Regions from separate parts of the Mus musculus genome. Here regions 1 and 3 are each linked to region 2. A link is a contact called in public HiChIP or PLAC-seq and promoter capture Hi-C data. All regions are on one chromosome and are shown on one strand. Each heading gives the region's core, a stretch centred on a gene start, on an enhancer-like site or on the middle of the called end of the contact. The rest is flanking DNA. Distances are from core to core; before and after follow the strand shown.

What was found. Promoter capture Hi-C pulls out the DNA fragments that hold promoters and counts their contacts. HiChIP or PLAC-seq counts read pairs in DNA pulled down with a chosen protein or histone mark.
Region 1: a contact with region 2 is called in a promoter capture Hi-C map of hippocampal neurons, with 3 times the contacts expected there. The contact joins the promoter of Tmem100 here to the promoter of Dgkeos in region 2. A contact is called at or near these places in 2 of 39 promoter capture datasets (cranial neural crest and hippocampal neurons) and 1 of 115 datasets of contacts at active chromatin or transcription factors (microglia).
Region 3: a contact with region 2 is called in an H3K4me3 HiChIP or PLAC-seq map of stem cell-derived neural progenitor cells, with 6 times the contacts expected there. The contact joins the promoter of Ankfn1 here to the promoter of Dgkeos in region 2. A contact is called at or near these places in 2 of 39 promoter capture datasets (embryonic stem cells and hippocampal neurons) and 1 of 115 datasets of contacts at active chromatin or transcription factors (stem cell-derived neural progenitor cells).

Annotation. Positions count from the first base shown.
Region 1 is chr11:90,027,756-90,032,137 of GRCm38.p6, reverse strand. Tmem100 (transmembrane protein 100) reads right to left here and starts at 1,790. Exons shown (of 3, transcript NM_026433.2): 1 at 1,395-1,790.
Region 2 is chr11:89,058,138-89,062,273 of GRCm38.p6, reverse strand. Dgkeos (diacylglycerol kinase, epsilon, opposite strand) reads right to left here and starts at 1,523. Exons shown (of 4, transcript NR_110336.1): 1 at 1,451-1,523. It overlaps Dgke (diacylglycerol kinase, epsilon), which reads left to right and starts at 1,526. Exons shown (of 11, transcript NM_019505.4): 1 at 1,526-2,343. The coding sequence starts at 1,889.
Region 3 is chr11:89,695,666-89,700,056 of GRCm38.p6, reverse strand. Ankfn1 (ankyrin-repeat and fibronectin type III domain containing 1) reads left to right here and starts at 3,121. Exons shown (of 20, transcript NM_001327810.1): 1 at 3,121-3,232. The coding sequence starts at 3,200.

The sequences.
Region 1 (4,382 bases), core at 541-3,040, 970 kb before region 2:
AGGTTATCCCAGGATTTCCTTCATCTGTGCAAGTCTTACCAATTCCTGGTCCAGTCTCCTCATTCACATCACTGACAGAATAGCTTCGTCTTCCCATCCGAGGGATGCTTAGCTCTCTTTAGCCACTGGCTTGCCCCCTGGACCTCTCACCCTCCTAGCTTCCAAGGGGGACACAGAGAGACCAGGAGTCCCTTTCCTCCAATGTGAGCCAGAGCAAGTGCTCCTTGGTTCCAATTGATCACACTGAGAAGTTACCGAGACCTGAGTCAGAGGTCCAACATGCTGGGTATAGGAGGTACCTCTAGGCCAGCTGGAAGCCCAGACTGCCATCACCCACAGCTTCCAATGTGAGTCTTAGAGAAATGGAGTCTCACGTATAACTAGTGACATCGCTGGATGGCGAGATTGGGCATATTTGGAACCAGGGTATTCAGAAGATGGTGACCTAGGGTCTAGGCTACATCAAATAGAAACCCTCAAAGAGAGCTGCTTCCCACTTGGGAACTCCTGCCTTTGGGGCAAGACCTCCCTGATTCCTAGCACAGGCCATTTACTGTATATTAAGCAAATCCCCAGTAGCAGCCAGGAAGTTCTGAACATCACCATATCCTAGTGGAAGATCATTTTCCCTTGCTTCCTAAGCCGAAGGTAAAGAAATGAACCTACAGGGGAGAGAGGCATCCTTTCCCATGGCGAGCCCCAGGATGAAACGGTAAGGAGAGACACTGAACAGAGCTGTGCCTCCAGGGTGCAAGGCCACAGGTTTGCTGCTACTTCTAACTTGGAAGCTTCGGCTTCTCATGGTTTCAGGTGTGGCGCTCCGCGCCACTGTCCCAGCACAGTGTAAAGGCATCTGTCTAGGTAAGAAGATGCCAGTCTCCAAAATTAGACAACTCCTGATTTGAACTGGTAAATTTAAAGAAATGGAAAGCTCAGAGATTAACCAGAAATTGTGCCAGGAAGAAAAGGGTAGAAGCACCAGGGCAACCGGGGGCACAAGCATCTTTAACCAACTTTATCTCTTAAGAAGAAATTCAAAAAGATTTTTCACAGCAAAACATGCAAAAACGCCTTTGAATGTCCAGTCTTCCGCCCACAGGGTGCCTAGCTGGTATTAAACACCCTGGGAAGCGACACCTGGCCCCACGTGCAAATTTTCATCACAATGCATCCAGTCTCTTTTTCTGCAAGCTCTTGGTGCAGAAAAGTGAGGAAATTTCCCTGGTTCTTTTTTTTTTTTTTTTTCCTTTGAGCGCAGGGCTTGGGAAGGCTCAAGTTTAGAAAACTTTCCTGAAGACTTCCGAGTGTATGAACCGTCCTCCCCGGGCGAACCCCGGCAAACAATCTACAAGCCTCTCCCAGATCTTTCAAAGAGCAAGGAAACCGAGCCTTACCTTTCTCAGCCAGAAGTGGACTGAGACAGCAGCAAGCGGCGGCCAACAGCGAGGCCGACAGTGGGATGCAAATCACCATGCTAGGGACCGTACACAAAGTACTCAGCAAGATTTACAGACCATTAAGGGACCGGAGACAATTTGGTGAAAGGAAATTCCTTACTCGCTGTTGTATTTTACTCTACGTTTTCCTTTTCTTTTCTATTTTTTTTTCCGTGCCCACACCATCCACTGTAATTACAGGAGTGAATCCATCATAACCCAATTATTTAAAAAGTCACTAAAAATCTCTCCTGTTTTCTTTCCCCCGTTTAAAATCCTTATGCAAGCATTCTTTTTTATGGTTTTCTCTAACCTAGTCTTCGATATCACTCTTTTGTAGTGTGAAGCTGCAGAAAAGAACTCCTTTTCGGTCTTCTACATTAGCGGTGGAGGAGTAAGGGTAGGGGTGGGTGGAGAGATGGGTGTGGGAGGAGGGGTGGGGATGGGTAAAGGCAAGCCATTGGAGAATTCCGGAAAGGAGAGTGGGATCCTCTGCAGATTTGTCACCATGAGGTTTAAGTGATAAGAAGAGTAATAGATAGCGGCGCACTGATGGCACACGCCTTTAATCTCAGCACTTGGAAGGCAGAGGCAGGCAGACTTCTGAGTTCGAGGCCAGCCTGAAGAAGAGCGATAGATGATAAGAGATAAGGCTGTATGTAGTGCCTGGGTGGCCTGTCGCCATGAAGTCAAGCAAGCTGGTTCGCCAATGAGTGTTCCTTATGTGAAGATGCCAGATTGCATGGGGTTGCTAACACACTGGACTGCCACATCTCAGAAGAACTGAGGCCACCAAGAACATCACAAACAACGCTGTGAGGAGATTTACTACGTCAGAGAGAATTCCCCCTTACTTAAAAAGCATCTCCTCTTCCTTAGCAATAAGGAGCCGTTGCTTAGGGGGAGGGAGGGTCCGCAGTGGAAGGAAGCAAGAAGGATGGCCAGTTCCAGGACAAACAGGTCACTGGTGCAGGTCCCATCTGTGGGAGCCTGCCGGGGGCGTTTCCACTCTGCCATTGAAGTGCGCTGGCGGTTTCTCTTTGGGGAGCACACTTGTGCTTTGCATTTGGGGAAGAACTGCCCTCACGTGTGTTTGATTATTCTCCCTCCCTCCCACTTTCGTTTTTGCTTTTGCTTGGTGTGGTCGAGCTGGCTAGTTTCCAGCATCCCGGAAGATGCCAGTTCCTCAGGCTCCTCTCTGTCCAATCACCACATGAAGATCTCTGTCATCACAAAGGCCCGTTGAGTTCAGTGAAATTCGGGAAGCTGGCCAGCTTTTCTCCTAGCTAACTCTTTTTTTTTTTTAAAGGGTGTGTCAACAATTTTACTCTGAAATCAGGGGCATTTTGGAAAGTGATCTGTGTTTTTGTGTGCTTTGGGGATAACAACTCTTGTTATTTCCCCTCCCAAATATGCTCTAGGCAGTTTTCTTTTAAGTAGAAAGATCTAACAGTAGTAAGAGGAAGAAGAAAAAAATGTGTTTTAGATACAAACATGTCTTTACTATTTGTTGGTCAAGTTCCAGGCACAGGAATCTCCTAAGATCCACATGTGGAGAGAAAGAACAGCTTGGACCTCTTAGTTGCCTGTCCTGGCTTCTGGTGGCTAGCACTTTGTTCGGCCTTAACTCTAGAACCAACTCCCCCATTCGGAGTGGACCTACCCAGTCCACCGAATGAAGAGGAACGGAGCACGTGAATGTTCATAAGCATCGATCACACACTACCCAGGCCACATCTCCAGGACTGCTGTTTGTGTTTTCCTGTGCAAGATTCTGAGACTTGGCACTGTGTGATACTTTAGCGGATCTATACTACTAGGGAAAGTGGCTGAACCAAGCCATAACTCCAGGAGTCTCTACCTTGTGCCCATCCATTGGCCATTGTTTTTGACTGCTTAAGATTCTACGAATAGTTCTCATTCAGGGAAGGGGGAGGTACAGGGTAGCACACTATCATTCAGTTTACTTTTGAGCAAGTACCCTGAAAAGAAACTTAATGGTTGAATTGTGTGTTGTATCCCCTAGGATTCTGAGCATTGAGACAGAGCTGTGTTATCAAGCAGATTTGAGTGTGTTTGAAACCAAGACTGATACAGGCTGGTAGGTATCCTGTGAGAGAGCCTCCGGAAGATGCTAGAGCGGTAGGGATATTTCAGGGGTCTCCAAGACCATTCTTCTTTCTTCATGGTTGAAATTGATTGTACTGCTTTTGGAGGCCAGGGTCTTAGTAAAGACTGCTGAGCAGACAGAGAAGCAAAGATCAAAACGAGATCTCATCTTGGAGCTAAGTCTGCAACGGGAAAGGCACAGGGACACCAAGGCAGACACTCTGCCTTAGAGAGAGCATTGCAAGCTGCTACACATTCCCCAGAGAGAACGGATCAATTCTGGACTAGGTGTGTGCGCTGCAGAGGTGAGTGAGGACTGGGCGGTTCGTGCTGGACAATCATTTGGCACTATAAGGAACGAATGTGATTCTGGGTAGAGGGGGGAATCCCTATTACATCAACACAACTTTGAAGAATCTAAATCTTCTGCAGAGAATGGGGAGCAGCTTGCATGGCTTAGGTGGAAAACATCCAGAGTGGGGTTAGAAATGGTTCATGGTCATATGCGGGACTGAATGATGCATTTTGGAGTCTATTTAGAGAGCAGGGTGGCTTTGAACAGTACACCAAAGTCATCTCTGTATAGTAAAGAGTGGCCTGCACTATACTGTTGGAATATTCTGAAGAAAGTCATATAGGGGAGGGGAGACTGGGAGAGCAGGCAGAGTTTCTGATACTGGGACCCCGACACTAGGAAGAGTGGACAAGCAGGAGTTAGGAAGATAGCGAAGATCAGCAAAATCTGGCAATGGATTTTATGTAGGGCTGGGTATCAGGAGAGGGAGAGGAGTTTATAAGACCACATGATTCATGGTTTCATGAGATTGTTGGCAGAAA
Region 2 (4,136 bases), core at 274-2,773:
TCTGGCCCATGAATGGCCAAAGTAAAACAAAGTGATCTTTGTGTATTTAAGGTACTTAAATACAAAGTGTATTTAAGGATAAGTTCCTGTTTGTCTTGCGTTTGTTTGACCCATCTGCACGGATGTGTTTGATCACATGTGGACCGGAAGTAAATCAGGTGAACTCTTATCCCTGGGGTTGTTTTGGTTCGGGTTTTTGTTGTTGTTGTTGTTTGGTTGGGTTTTTTTTGTTTGTTTGTTTTTGTTTTTGTTTTTCAAGACAGGGTTTCTCTGAACAGCCCTGGCTGTCCTGGAACTCACTTTGTAGACCAGGCTGGTCTCGAACTCAGAAATCTGCCTGCCTCTGCCTCTCGAGTGCTGGGATTAAAGGCGTGCGCCACCACTGCCCGGCTTGTTTGGTTGGTTTTGCATTGTTTTGTTTGTTTTGTTTGTCTTATTGTGTATCCCTAGTTGACCAAGAACTCGTGATAATCCCTCAGTAGAGAATAAGACCACTACCACAATTTAAAACCAAATTTAATGTAAGCTTTAATTAAATACTGGCCAAGGTGATGGACTCTCTGGCCAAGTTCATCTCGGGGTTCCCAGAGAATGGCCTCAAGTCGTGCTTTGCACGGGCTTAAAAAGGCAAAACCCACAATTCACTGCATTTCCCGTCTGGTTCAACTGGGGGCAAGCGTAAATCTTGATGTATTTCCTGCCTACATGTGACCCTGATTTACTTCCGGTCCACATGTAATCAAACACATCCGTGCAGATGGGTCAAACAAACACAAGACAAACAGGAACTTATCCTTAAATACAAACAGAACTCTTAACCTGTATGCTTTATTTTTCCTGTTTTGGTCCTCACACTATGTAGATCAGGCTGGCCCTGAACTCACAGAGGTCCATCCACATGTGGGCCACATGTCCAGTTATTTTATTATTTTATTATATTTATATAATACACTGGTAACTTTTGGCAGTCTTTGACTTGTGTTCTGAATGAACATAACACCTTCAAAAGAGCCAGTTTTCTCCATCCAGGATTCCCCGATATCCATAATCATGCCAATTCCACCTTCACCGTTGAAGAAGGGGATCAGGCTAAAGGTCAAATACTGTTAAGTCACTTATGGTAGAACTTCCTTTGGTTCTGAACTTTTGATAGTCAACCATGTACTTACTCCGCCCCTGATTTCCCTAAACCATGCCTCATTCCACACCATCTTATCCGTTCCTCTGCTCATCCTTTCCTAGATGGTCCAGACCCTTGAAGTCTTTCAACTTTCCAAGCCACCTCTTAGCCTCCGCCACGCCCTCATACCTGACCCCCTCCCACCCAAGGGGAGCGCCGCCGCGAGCCCCGCCCTACACCTGGTCCCGCCTACAAATTTTATCAGCGCAGACTCCGCCTTCCTCTAGCTCCGCCCACCATCGGAAAGCACCGCCATTGGCTTTGTCCTACCTGGCCCCGCCCAAGTTGTGGGCGCGTCAGGCCCCTCCCAGCCCTCGCCGAGCTGCCGGCCGGCGTGCGGACTGCGCAGGTGCGCTTCTCAAGCGCGGCCTCCTCATCCCACGCAGATCTCGCGGCCTGAGGGTGGGACGGCGGCCGGAGGCTTGGCTGTAGGTGGTACCGGCGACCGCGAGAGCGAACTGGGGGGTTGGGGGGGGGGTCTCCGGAGACCTCGCGAGAGAGGCACGGGCGAGGCTCAGCGCGACAGCCGTTGTGAACGCAGTGGCCGCGAGCCAAGCCTGTACTGCACGGAGCCCGCGGGTGCGACCTGCGCCTTTCCCGGGGCCGAGGCCACGCGCAGCCTCGGGACGAGCCGCAACCCCACGCAGTGAATCCGAAGGCAAGCCTTCTGGACCCGGCGCTCCATAGGCCACGCCTGGGCCTGAGAAGATGGAGGGGGACCAGCGGTCCGGCCCACCCGCCCAGAGCCTGCTCCCTGATGGCCACTTGGTCCTATGGACGCTGTGCTCCGTGCTGTTGCCGGTGTTCATCACTTTATGGTGTAGCCTGCAGCGGTCGCGCCGGCAGCTGCACCGCAGGGATATCTTCCGCAAGAGCAAGCATTGCTGGCGTGACACCGACCTGTTCAGCCACCCCACCTACTGCTGCGTGTGCGCGCAGCACATCCTGCAAGGAGCCTTCTGCGACTGCTGTGGGCTCCGCGTGGACGAGGGCTGCCTCAAGAAGGTCGACAAGCGCTTCCCGTGCAAGGAGATCATGCTCAAGAACGACAAGGCCGCAGATGCCATGCCCCACCACTGGATCCGCGGCAACGTGCCCCTGTGCTCTTACTGTGTATTCTGCAGGCAGCAGTGTGGCAGCCAGCCTAAACTGTGCGATTACAGGTATGGCTTTTATGGGAGGCAGGATTGTAAACAGTGGGTGGTGAGACCTAAATTCATCTCAGCAAATGGCCCAAACTATTCACGGCATCCCTGGCGTTTGAAGCAAGTCTCATGTAGATGTTGGTTGGTGTTTTTGTTTGTTTTTATTTTTGTTTTTACCCTTTGTGAGACAGTCTCTCCCCTGTGGCCCGGGCTAGCCTCAAACTCACTAAGGATAGCAGATGACCTTGAACTTTTAATGCTTCGCCTCCCCGTGCTGAAAATACAGGTTTGCATCACCTGAACCAGTTCATGAGGTGCTGGGTATCCAACCCAAAAGCCTTAAGCATGTTATTCAAGCTCTCTAACAACTGAATTCCACCACCAACACCACCCCTAAATTCCCACCCCTGCCAAGGCTCTTAATTTTCATCAAAGGCCTGTTTAAGTGCTGCCTGGCTCGTGGCTACTCTGTAGCATCCCACTTTACATAAGGAAGAATGAAGGGTACACAAAGAACCTTATGCCAGTCACAAAACCAATTTGTTCTTGATTTGGAACTATGAAAACAAGGGTCAACCCAAAGCAGGGCTTTAAATTTCTGTAGCTATTGTAGCGATTGGTGTCATAGTCAAGTGTTTGACACACAAGACGGGAAAGGAGATTTACGTTTTCCACTCATTTATTTATGGGGTGTGGGGGTGCAAAGTGAGCTCCCTTCGAGTTCTGTGGCTCCTAACTCATCAGGCTGTTGGGCTCTCTCCCCAGTCTTGAAAGGACATTTCTGTTGTCAGATCTTTCAGGACTAAGTGTCAGATGAGTCACCTGAGCTAACCTGACTGCTTTCCTGGCTTCAGCATGCACACTGAACAAGGAATCTTGCGCGGTGAAATGCTGTGTGGAACAGGCTTCCTATTGGAAGGGATTGTAGGTATTGGAAGCTGGTGGACAGCAGAGCTGCCCTGCAGATTATCTCCTCCTCACTGGTTCCACACTTGAGAAAGCTGAAGATAAAGTGGGGCTGGTTCCCCAAGACTTCCAACACCCAGCCTTGTCAGAGCCTTGTCTGGTCTTCACTGCCCAACAGGCTTTATTTTGGACAAATAGAAACTCCCACACACGCTTTCAAGTTAATAGCTCTGAAGCTACTGTGAGTGCTTTCGCGTTGCATGTGTGTGTTGGTGTTGGTATCTGTACACAAGTGCAGATACCCACAGCGGCCACAAGGAGGTATCGGCCTCCCCTGGAGCTGATGTTGTAAGCCTTCCCAGCGTGGGTGCTGGGGATCAAAGGGCCCTGTGTGAGAGCAGTTGCACACATTTATAACCGTTGAGCCATCTCTCCTTTCTGTCCTCTTTAAAAAGTCGTGTTATGAACTTACTATCTCTGCTGGGACACATTGAGAGCATTGTTAATGATGATGCCAGAAGATAAGCTAAAATCAAAGTCATCACAGTCAGGCAAAGACATGTGGTCACGCTATTTCTGAACCTGACTTTTTTTTTAAGGTTTATTATTATTATTTTACCTGTATGCTTGTGGGTCTTTTACCTGCAAGTTTATCTGCATTGCATGTATGCTTAGTACACATGGAGGCCAAAAGAAAGCATCTGTTGCCCTGGAACTGGGGTTACAGAGGGATGTGAGCTGCCATGCAGGTGCCAGGAGTCAAGCCTAGGCTCTCTACAGGAGAGCATCCAGTGCCCTTAATCACAGAGTCATCCCTCTAACCTTAAAAAATGCCTAGATATTGGGAGGCAGAGGCAGGCGGATTTCTGAGTTCGAGGCCAGCCTGGTCTACAGAGTGACTTCCA
Region 3 (4,391 bases), core at 1,872-4,371, 640 kb before region 2:
AGAGCCACACCCTCAGTGGAGGACTGAGATCTTGGGCGTACCTTTTCTATTCTCTTCTGTCCGTCTCTGTGGCACCTTCTCATTCCCTTTAGTGGCCTGATGACGTCACATGTGGAGCTGCCATGTTGGCCTGTGGATGCTTTCACAGAAGTTTTGCAGCTTCAGTTATGAGCAGCCGCTTCCTATTTCTGCCTGCAGATGTTCATACACACACCCTGGAAAGTGACCCTGGGAGTCACAATATGGCTGCCCATACTATAGTATGTAACCTACTCTGTTATGCCTGACTTACACAATGTTTGCTACCATTCTTTTAATTGAGAAGTTTCAGATTCCCGCATTTCCAGTTGTTCCGACCTAGGCGAATTGTTCTGGAAATCTGACACAGCCACCCCACACATAGGTAATCACCTAGGTCTATGTTATTGCTACTCTCTCTACACATGGCGTTTGTCTCTATTTTGCCACAATCTCCATCACTTCTTATTGCCTGAAACAACGCCTTCTTCCTTCAATTAATTTTACTTAGCTGAGATAAAGTCCTCCAGGCATTTAGCTCTGAAATCCTAATGTATGATAATCATGTTGGTACTGGCAGAAGTTCCTTGGTGCCCAGAAGACATGAATGTACTTGAGTGGTAAATATGGCTCGATTCCAGAGTCTCTGCCCTCCCTTCACGTGTTCTTCTGATCACAGCCTCCTGATAAAACACTCCTCATCTCATGACAAGTGCTCAGCCATCCAGTCCTAACAGTACAGACCAATGCAATCCCAGGTTGAGCCTCCTCCAGTCAAGGCTCTAATTCCATAATGCCTCTCTCTTAGCTGCCTGACTCAAGCAGAGACATCTGAACAACTGGCTCTGGTGGCTGTCGGTGACTATGGTCACTTGAGTCATTTTGCATGGTTAAATATAAAAGAAAGGACGTGGTGAGGTGAAGTCAACTCTCTGGTTTTTCGGGAAGAGGGGAGGCACTCTAGAACCAAATGAAGTCGAGGAACAATCATGAGGGGCAGATGCAGAAGCCAGCCTTGACTATTGACTTAGACAAACAAGATCCAAGAGACTGATAAAGTGCACATTTATCACACACTGCCTTTGTCTGAGGGAGTCCTCCTAACTTGGGGTGGGGTGTTACGGTTTGAATCCGGAATGTTCCCCAGAGAGACATTATTGTACGTGATTGAGCATAAGATCCCCATCTGGTAACACAGCTTTTACAGGCATACAAACTTTGACACACTGGGTCTCCATGGTCACACGCTGGGTCTTCATAGCAGTGTGGGCTGGTAGGAAAGACTTTGATGGGTATAGCCAAGCTCTGACTTGGTCTCTGCTTCCTGATCCACCAATCTATTGTATGAAAGCTGTAGCTCTGGCCTCCTATTGTCATGGACCAAACCATTTGGCTATGGCTCCCTTGCTCTGGTGGTCTGATCTCTTGGGACTGTGAGAGATGGCTCAGCAGTTAAGAGCACTGACTGCTCTTCCAGAGGTCCTGAGTTCAATTCCCAGCAGCCACTAATGGGATCTGCTATCACTCCCATTCAGAGAATGTCTACACCTCTCTGGCTCAGCCTGATGTGCCAGGGGTTTGCCAAGTTTCAGGATTCTGTCTCTTTTCTAGTGTTTCATGCCTGCTCTCTCCATGTCCAAAGTATAGTGAGGCTAGAACTCCAGATCCCTTTAGTCATTATCAACCTCCACTTGGCAAACCTTGATTGCATTCTTCCCTAGGGTAGTACTGTCAGTAATGGGACTTATCATGTCTTTGCCCTGCTATGCAGCCAGCTTGGAAATGGATGTATTCTAGCTATCTAAATGATGACAGGGTCTAATTGTGTATATTCTTGGAGTATGGCAGTTGAAATGTATACATTTTGTGTAGTTCTTATTGGATTTAGATTAGTCTTATACATAAGACAGGAGCAACATCACAAAATAGAGTCAGGGCTGGGACTGTTTCCAACCCTGTTACCTCTAGGTAATGCACCCTAATTAACCAAGTCCTCTTTAGGCCTCAAAAGCAAAGGGTATTGACAAGCAGAAGCAACATCTTCTCCCCACCTTAGCCAAGCCTGTGTGCAGCTCTGTGTGACTCTGTGTCAACAGCTTCCCTGAATGGTTAGCCCAGAACAGATGCAGAGGTCACCGATCACTGCGCCTTGCTTAATGCCCCCCAATATACATTATGCAGGATAGACAGCTCTCTTGAATTCTCCATCGTTAAGAAGGACATAATCGTAAGAATGGGCTCTAAGCTCATGTTCCTCCTTGCTGTCAACAGGCAAGCTGGGACTTCAGAGGCACAACTGGTCCATCAGGTATCATCATCCTTACTAGTCAGCAGCTATGTAGACACTAGACATTTTGCTGAATACATACATGGCCCCAGGCATTAGGCTGGCCAATGGGATCTGTCTAAACTTGACAATCTACTCCAACCTGGTCTACCCTTGATAGGCAGAAGCGTTTCAGTATAAGCACATACATAACTCCCCACTCCTTTAGTATATTACTTATGAGCTTTGATTCCAAAAAAGGATATTTAAGTGTCAGGCACATGAGAATATACATAATTCTTAAAATGATACAGACATCTCTCTGATGCTCCCTACCACACTTGAATAATACAGCCATAAGTGCTCTCCCCTATCCCAACAGCCCAAAGAACCCTGGCCAAATCCTTCAACTAAGAGTCTTCACATATACTTAACCATTGACTTTTTTGGTATGTAAAATCAACAGAAGCCCAGAAAGCACACATCCCCTTCAGCCTTCCCCACTCTCTCTGACTGTTCCCACCTGACTCCTTTCAGATATGCTTTCCAGTCCTTCCAGAGGGTGCAGAGGCCAACTCAGACCTGATGGCAGCGACATCCGTGACTGTGCCCCCTTGCCACTAGTGCCACCCTACGATAACATTTCCTACACATGCATTCTTTAATTCTTTGAGAACGATGTGTTTGTCACCAAGCACACGCAGCATTTCCCCTGCCTTTGCTTTTGACCCTGCATGGAGATCTGGGCTCTCCGGAGCAGAGGAGACAGGCTGTGGGAGACGCAGCCATTCGCAGCCTCCTTGGACAAAGCCAGGGTTCCCTTGGCAACCGCAGCATGTGCGCACGTTTACAAAGGGGTTTCCCTCCAGCTCCCCCTCCCGAGGAGGGGGGCTCTCGCAACTCCAGAACTCATCCATGTGTCCTGTCATGGAGACATCACCAAACAGGGTAGGAAAACAACGGTTACGACGATTCTCATCTCATGATTTCCATTTGCAGACAAGTGGTTTGCATTCAACAGGCAGGAAAATGTGAGTTGAGTGGGTGAATGAATTTGGCTGCAAGCTGGTAAGCAACCTTTGGGGGGGGTGAGGGGGGGCTGCTTCTGGATACAGGCAAGTTTTGGTTCCAGAGAATTGGGGCTGTAAAGTATGCCTTTGTCTGTGGGGAGGTGGGAGGATGGGGTGGGGCGGAGGAGAGGGGCCTCTAGGGGCAAGCTTTTCTGCTTGCCTTCTTATCTTTGACTATTTATGAATATTCGGAAACCAGGAATTGCTCATCTCAGGTTAGTGCCCATGATTGCTGTTAAACACATGCTTGCCTCTCTCTCTCTGTCTCTCTGTCTCTGTCTCTCCTTCCCTTCTTCCCTCCCTCCCTCCCTCTCCTTCCTCCTTTCTTACTACCCTGATGGAGGAGCGAGAGCAAGCACTTTTGGAGAAGTTCTAAATGCCTGAACAGGGCCGGGAGGGTCTCATGCAGCGCTGTAAAAGACGTCCTCCTCACTGAGAGCCACACCAAGGTTGTTTGAATTCCTTTCTCTGACCCAGGAGACCTCATGTGTGTGGCTGCTTGTTGGAAAAAAGCATCTATTATTGACTTGGCAAATACTTATCAACAGTTTCTATGGCAATTCAGAAGTGTGTTACTTAAGTCCGGGTTCCTCTGTTTGTGTGTGTGTTTGGGATAAGTGGTATTGGTGTTGGGTACCCAGGAAAGGGAAACCCATCAGACCTTCTACCCTAGGACTTCAGCAGGCACTGAGGATGCTACAATGCTCCCAGAGATTGACCTCTGGCATTCGGTCTTAGGCAGAAATAGAAATAGTTGCTGAAAGTAAAGACTTAAACGACTACTCCCCCCCCCTTTTCTTTCTCCTCTCTCCTTCTCCTGCCCCCTTCTTTCTCACCCCCCCCTGCTTTCTTTCCTTCTTCCAAGTCTCCCTTCTTGTCCTTCCCTCCCTTCTTTCCCTTATCCCTTTGTCCTTTTAAATCCCACTTTCAGGGTGACTTCTAAGCATGGCTGTTTATAGAAGCAGGTGCTTTGAGATGCTCCAAGTTTAAACTGGTTACTGCGTTATCCTGTTAGGCACATTTGAAAATAATCTGAT